Linked DNA regions of Mus musculus: region 1 is linked to region 2. The links are chromatin contacts, called in public Micro-C maps. All regions are on one chromosome and are shown on one strand. The core of a region is the stretch at or near the end of the contact, and the rest is flanking DNA. Distances in the headings are between cores, read along the strand shown. Region 1 holds the start of Otp (orthopedia homeobox). Region 2 holds the start of Irx2 (Iroquois homeobox 2).

The links. Hi-C and Micro-C count contacts between places; a contact is called where the count stands out from the background.
Region 1: a contact with region 2 is called in a Micro-C map of embryonic stem cells, with 28 times the contacts expected there. The contact joins the promoter of Otp here to the promoter of Irx2 in region 2. A contact is called at or near these places in 3 of 39 promoter capture datasets (cranial neural crest, embryonic stem cells and hippocampal neurons) and 3 of 484 Hi-C or Micro-C datasets (all in embryonic stem cells).

What each region holds. Positions count from the first base shown.
Region 1 is chr13:94,874,233-94,877,635 of GRCm38.p6, reverse strand. It overlaps Otp (orthopedia homeobox), which reads right to left and starts at 2,000. Exons shown (of 3, transcript NM_011021.4): 1 at 1,830-2,000; 2 at 114-523. The coding sequence starts at 1,866.
Region 2 is chr13:72,627,413-72,631,250 of GRCm38.p6, reverse strand. It overlaps Irx2 (Iroquois homeobox 2), which reads right to left and starts at 2,431. Exons shown (of 5, transcript NM_010574.4): 1 at 1,938-2,431; 2 at 275-680. The coding sequence starts at 2,189. Gm20554 (predicted gene, 20554) reads left to right here and starts at 2,687. Exons shown (of 1, transcript NR_030701.1): 1 at 2,687-3,838.

The sequences.
Region 1 (3,403 bases), core at 751-3,250, about 22 Mb before region 2:
GTAGAAACAACAAGCGCGCAGCTCGGGATCCCAGCAGAGCACAATACCTACTCCGTGCTCTAATCCTCCCCTTCCCTCCTTGCCTTCCTCCCCTGAGCCCAAGCCCGCCTTACCTGCACCCGCGACTCGGTCAGCCCGATACGCAGCGCTAGCTCCTCACGCATGAAGATGTCGGGGTAGTGAGTCTTGGCGAAGCTCCTCTCCAATTCGTTGAGCTGTGCTGGGGTGAAGCGTGTCCGGTGGCGCTTCTGTTTCTGTTGGCCCTGCTGTTGGCCGGCTTGGCTGGGGTTGGGGCCGCCCTGGGGCCCCGGCTGCTTGTCTGGGTCTTTGGCGCTCACCGCCAGCGAAGCAGGGGTAGAGCCCACGGTGGTGATGTCCTCGCCCGGCAGCAGAGTGGCTCCTTCGACCGGGTCCGAGTTGGGTGCCAGGTCCCCTGGATGACCCCCAGGGTCAGAGCCCCCCACACCCAGCCTACACTTCACCGCCTCCCGGTGGCCCAGAAGCTCGGCGGCATCTTTCATACCTGAGGAGGGAAAGGGATCTCGATCAGTACTGTCCTGGCGACGTGAGGAGCCGGTGACTTCCCTGAGAGGTTCTGCTTCAGCCCCATCCACCGCTCCCTCTGCGCCCACGCTTGCCCCGAGGCGGAAACTGCCTGGTCCTCAGCCCGGTTTCCCAGGAATTGGACAGCTAGGTTGAAATAGCATCTCCTGGCCTCCTTCTCTCCACAGCCCGCTCTGGTGCTTCACAGCTCCGGCCTTCGTGTCTCCCACAAAACAAAACAAAAAACAAAACAAAAACAAAAACAAAAAAACCACTCCCAGGCCTGACAATGAAACACACCCGAGTCCTTTCACTAACTGTAACCCTGGTGTCCCAGGAAACCTTGAGAAAATTCTTAGTCGGGTGGTGCGGGAGAAAAAGAAATCAAGAGAGAGCCTTTGGAGGCTGCTCCTCCTGAGCAAAGGCGCTAAATGAACTCTGGCCAATTCCCTCTGACTTTCGGAAGATGAATATGTCTCCAAGCCTTCCACCTCTCAAAATAAGCCCAAATCAGCTCCGCCTCCCCCTCAAATCAGAGAAAGTGTTTGGGAAACGGAGTCACATCCATCACTAAAGCTCCCCAAGCCTGAAGCCCAGAACTTGGTAACCCAGATAGCTTCAAAGAAATTTAAGTAAACTCTATAGCCATAACAGTGAATCAAACTTTAGAGAATTCAACTTTTCTCTCCCGAGAAATAAACGGCTCGTCCCTCCCCGTCACTGGTAACACCGAGTCCCTTGTAGAAGGCAGGGATGCCCGAGAGGATGAGTTGGGCTTTTCTTCTCAACCAGCACACTTAGCAAATCCACCTTCATACAGCGGCTTCTCCTTCACAAAGGAGAAGATTTTTTTTTAAAAAAAGAAAACAAATTTAAGCACACTTAGAGGAGAAGGTGATGATAGAAAGGAAGAAGGGGAAAAAGGGATGAAAGAAATTCCAAATCAAAGCAAACAAGAGTGGAAAAAGAGAGAAACACCTCCAAACAAATTATCGCGGGCTAGAACTCCTTCCAAAAATAATAATATTAATAATGAAGGGGAGAGAGAAAGAAAAAAATAAGAAAAACAAAAAGGTGTCAGCATCCCCAACTCCGTTTTGTTTTGGAATCTACATATTCCATAGATTTTTTTTAAGACGATGTTAAATCAAATTAAACTTTAATACAGCACAATTACTTTTAAAGAAATTAGTCCATTTAGGGCGCATTAAGGTAAAATAAGGAACAAATTGACAATTTCCTGCCCCGGCTTCTCCTGGCTGCCCGGGTGAGAGGCGCTCACTCACCTAGCCTGGCGTCCAGGAGGTCGGCGTGAGACAGCATCGCGCACCGCTCCAGGGCGAAAGCTGTTCCCCCCCAAATTTTAGCGGCTTTAAGTTATTTAAAATAGATATAAGCTATAAGCTATACGATATAGATATATATAGATCACCTAAATGAAAGAAAATTCGGTTTGTGGTTAAAAAGGGGGCTTCTTGCATTATAATGTCCTTTAGAGAGACGGGGAGGTGCTTAACAGATGAATGAACCCGTGAGCAGCTCGGCGAGGGGACCAATCAGGAGGGCAGCCTGCAAATGTCAGCGCCCGGAGAGTCCCCCACTCCGCCCGCCCGCCCGCCTGCGCCTGCCGGGAGGAGGCGGCGGCCGCAGCCCAGGCAGCTCCAGCCTCCAGCAGCCGCTAAAGCAGCAGCGGCCACCTTGGCCTCGCCCTGGGCCTCTGGGCCGAGCCTCGGTCAGTTCTTCCCAGAGATTTTCTCCGGGCACATCTCCCCTTTCCTTGTCCTGCCTTGCTCGCTTCACAGGCTCTGTGTATCAGAGCTAGGGTGTCCCTGGAACGGGGGCAGTTCAGACACCAAAGCAGGACATGACCTCTGCATGACCTGAGAGTCGCCACCCCCAGCCCACACACATCCCACCGCACCCGCGCCCCCGCTGCCCCTGCTCGTGCCAGCTAGGGGACACTGGACCGCGGTAGTCAAAGCCCTAGCTCACCAGGCAGCCAAGCTACCATCTCTAGAACGACCCTAAATTTCTGCCACTGTTCTGCAGGCCTTCTCTAGAGACCCAGACTCTGGCCTACTGAGCCCCAATCCCATTGCAAGCCTAGAAAATAAAGAGGAAGTTGCCCCCCCACCACCACCCCGCCAAGGTCCCCTGTCCGCTTTGGGGGAGGGGGAGACTTCATGAAGTGAGCCTTCCTCCAGAACTCCAGAAGCTGCGTTCCAGGGCCACCTGCCCGATAGGCCTACACTCTCACCCAGGTCCCAACCTGCTCTTTCGGTCAAAGTTTCTAAGTTCAGCTAGACGACCAAAGCCACTTAAGGCAGTAAATAAAGTTAACCGCTCTTTATTTTCCTCTTGGATGTGTTAAACTACTTGAACAATTTAAAGTGCTTTTGCACAAGTGAAGCGAACCATTTCTAATGTTCTGATTTTTCAGAGCCAGCCAACAACAAAGTTTAGATTAGTAATATATTTCTAACCAGAGTAATTTTCAAGATCATTAGGCATTTATGTAATTAGTGCCAAATCTATAAGCTTTTATTACGATTATTAGAGTAAAATCAGTATAAATTTGTACTAATTTACTACTGTTTAGACTTGGCTGCCAAGCCCAGAGGTTCTTATTGTAAATGATAACTGAGGAAATTAAGTGCAAAATTCTGTACCGTTTCTGATCTGCTCCCAAACAATCCGTTTCAATTGTATTTGCAGCAGAACATGATGCCCCTTTAAAGTTATTTGACTTGTATTTTTATTTGCAACACAAGAAAAATGCCCTCTACCCAAGGCAAAATGAAAACTGATATTTACTGCTCCCAACTTGATTAACATTGATTTTTAATTCGAGGGTGATGCA
Region 2 (3,838 bases), core at 1,182-3,681:
GGACGCGATACGGTGGGCGAAAAGCTGGGCCAGCAGGGGCACCCGCACCCCCATCCTCCCAACATTCAGCACCGGCCTTCCCACGACCCTGCACCTCACCCCGAGGCAGCATTAAATGCGGCCCAGCATCTCTACAGAGCCCGGGGACTCTCCAACCCAAATCCATTTTCTAGGCCCGGGACCCCGCGTGACAGGTGCGTAGTGTCCGCCCTTACCACTGCCCGCCTGGGAAGAAAGCTCCCTGAGCCTTCGCACTGACCGCTGCCCCGCTCACCTTCGTCCTCCGCAGAGGTCTCTGTGCCATCCTGTGCCTTGTCTGAACTCTCCTCCTTGCTTCTGGAAGCATCTCCCTCGTCCTCGTCCTCATCCTCGCTTTTGTTCCTTGGGGCCCAGGTCATTTTGTTCTCCTTCTTGAGACGTCGGCGCGCGTTGGCGAACCAGGTGGAGACCTGCGTGAGGGTCATCTTGGTGATAATGGCCAGCATGATCTTCTCTCCCTTGGTGGGGTACGGGTTCTTTCGGTGTTCGTTGAGCCAGGCTTTCAGTGTGGCAGTGGCGTCCCGCGTAGCGTTCTTACGGTACGCGGGGTCGTTGAGCTGGTATGGATAGGCCGCACTGCCATATGGATGGTAGCTGATGGCGCCAGTCATTCCGGTGGTGTGCGTGTCGTATGGCGAGCCCTGGAACCCACAACAGCCTGTGAGTGGAAGGTGCATGGGCCCCTCAGGCGTCACCCCCAAGGCGACCCTCCGTCAGCCCCTTGCTGCCTTTCCTGCTAGGCTTCTCTGGGTTGGAAATCTTTCTTTAGCCAGAGAACCAGAAAAATACAAGGCTAGCTGTTGGAAAACAAAACTATTGCCATTTGATTCTAGGATTTTGTTTTAACACTTTACTTTTTCTAAAACGACATAGTTTCCCGAGTAGCGCGAACAGTGTCTGCAAACATATCTGGATAGTCCCGCACTACAGCAAGTAGTTTCTTTATATCTAAATTTCATCATAGGCTTCCCGCTCTGCTCCCTCCTTCCCTTCCCTCCCTTATGTAGCTTAAAAAATACTTCGGAACCCCACTCCGCTATTCACCCTCTAAAGCAGAGTAAATCCAATTTGCAACTCAGAAGCCAGTCAGCGTTTCCAATTCTTCAACTACGTAGTAATTAGCATTTTAATTCATCCTTTAACGTTTAACTAGGAGAGGTTTGTAACCTTTTCCCAAGGCCTGGTTCCTACCCAGGGAATTCCACCTAGAGCAAACCCCCTCCGCCCATACACAATGTCTTCACACACCCCAAAACTGCCAAGACCCGCTCTGGCGGGGCCTGTTTTCAGAACTCAGAGATGCTCAGACAGATCCCGGATCTACGGAGCTGGAACCCATAGGCCTACTACGAACTCTGGCAGCACTTAGCGGGTCCCAAACCCGTTAACACATTATTTTTTTTTCCCTGAAAGCCGGGTCAGCGAGACAGAAAACGGCCAACACTAAAGAGCTTCGGCCTGGGTCTAGGGCGAGAGCCACAGGCTCAGCCTATCCCCACCCCACCCCCCCCCCACCCGCATCCCCACCCCCCCACCCCGTGACCCCGCCGCCACCAGTCTGGCCAAGAAACCCAAAGCTTGCGGCATTGGCCCTAGAGGCCTGGGCAGCCGGGGCCCTCAGCTTGGAACCACGCGGAGAGCAGTGGACAGATTTCGCAGCCCCAGCAATCGGCACGCGCGGATTAGAGATTACTCTTGGCCCAGGCACGGGTGGAGTAGCACTTCGCACGAGCTCAAGGGAAATCAGCCTACGAGCTCTGCAGGTCAGTCCCGTCCCTTGTTTAGTGCGGCAACGGGTGCTGGTGACTTTGGAGCTGCCACCCGCAACGCGTCCCCAGCGCTCAGCTCAACTCACTCCCTGGTCCGGGTCTCCCCAGCCCCCACCCCAAAGCAGTTACCACGTAGGACGGGAAGCCGGCAGCCGCGGCGGCGGCGGCGTCCGCCGAGTACTGCAGCGGGCTGCCGAAGCCGGTTGCCGCCTGCGCTGTGAAGGCCGCCGAGCCGGGGTACGGGCTGAACGCGGAGCCCGACGCCGAACGCGCCAGCTCCTCGCTGCGCGGCGCCGCCAGCGCGGACGCGCCGTACGCGGGGCACGAGTAGAGCGCCAGCGAGCCGGGCGCTTGGTACAGGTAGCCCTGCGGGTAGGACATGGTGGGCGCGGGGCGCGGGGCCCGCGTCACACGGAGCAGCGGGCAGCGCGCGCGGCGCCCTCCATCCACGCCCGGCCGGGGCGCACCGAGGCCGCGGGCCGGAGCAGGCTGGGCTGGTGGGCGCTAGGCTGGGCGCGGGGCTGGAGGATCGGCGGGGCGGCGGTAGCGGCAGCGCGGAGCCGGTGGGCGCAGCCGCGCGCCAGGCCGGCGGTCGGGATTTGGGGGAGTCTGCAGTCAGGAGTGAGGAGTTGAGGAAGGAGCGCTCGAGTTTCCGAGGGACATTGGAACGCCGAGCTGTCCGTCACACTCTCATCTGCATATTCTGGTGCCCGCCCCTCCCCTGCTCCGCCCGCCGCCGAGGCCCCGCTGAGGCCGGGGGAGGGGCAGAGAGCGGAGGGGTGGGAAGTGGAGGGGAAGGCGGAGGAGTGGCAGCCAGAGGCTGGAGGGAGGGACGTGCAGGCTTTTGTCGCGCAGCGGCCTCTCTCCACTCCCGCCCCGGCCCGCAGCCTGCAGCGGTGAAGCCCAGCCTGGCCAAACTGGGCGTAGCGCTCACCCCCTCCCACTGGCACATCCTCTCAGCCACGTCCGCGCACCCCGCCGCCGACTCCCGCCTTGGCCCAGCCACCTTTCTCCTTCCCGGGGCCCCATCCGGGCACTGCCGGCGCTCTTGCTCGCCTAGCACTGGTCAGCAAAGGCCTCCTGCAGTCGGGCCAGGTCCGATCCACCTGGAGAACATACGGATCGGGCACCCCTCATCACCCTGAAGATAGCAGCCCAGGTCGCATGCGGTGTCCAGGGCAGACACCGCAGGGAGATGGAGGGCAGTGTGGAGACACCTGCAGAGTTGCCTGGGCATCCCACTTCTACAGTCCTCTGTCCGCCTGTACTCCAGGCTGAGGCTGCCCGTGTGGCTTCCCGTCCGGTCTCCTGCTCCTGGTGCCTGGGCTGCCAAGCATCTACCCGGAATCTGAGCGTTTCGGTTTGAAGCTGTGGGAGGCCCCGTGGTGAGGCTTCTGTCCAAGTCCACAGAGAAGATTTCAGGCCGTGTTAGGAACATCATGTCCGTTAACGTCTGGAACACGCCAGTGAGTGACTCGCTTCAACAAACGCCACTCTGGTCCAAAAAGAGTTTTTGTTTTCTTTTGTTAAGTTGAATGCCTGTTCGAAATTGGGGGAGAGGTTCCTGTCAGGAGAGCTGACTTGACTTTGCTAGAGTATCCACTGCCACTTCCCGAAAGGACATGGGCCAGCTTGTGAAGTGTCGCAGTCGTGAGGTGGTTCAGGTAACCTGAGGTCCAGGAGTTGACTCGCGGGTCCCTTGAGCCCTTAGGTCCCAGCCCCTAAACTTTCTCGACCATACCTGCTCCCTTTCCCCAAGTGAGGGGAGTCGATGGCCAGGATGGGCACTAGTACGCTGGATGTAAAGGAGCGTCAATGGGGGGCGCTTGGGATTCGTAGGGGTCAGGTGTGAGCTGGCCCGGGAGGGGGCGCCCGCCCAACAGGTGTCTCCTTGAAGCTTGCTAGGTAGAGCACGAGGACTCTGAAACCTGGCGCGCGGGCCTGAGCTTCCATTTTATTCTCGGTGGGCTCTGAAGCTAGTAGAGGGCGGCAGAGTTCTCCTGCCTGTGAGCGCCTGGCTTCTGCTTAGG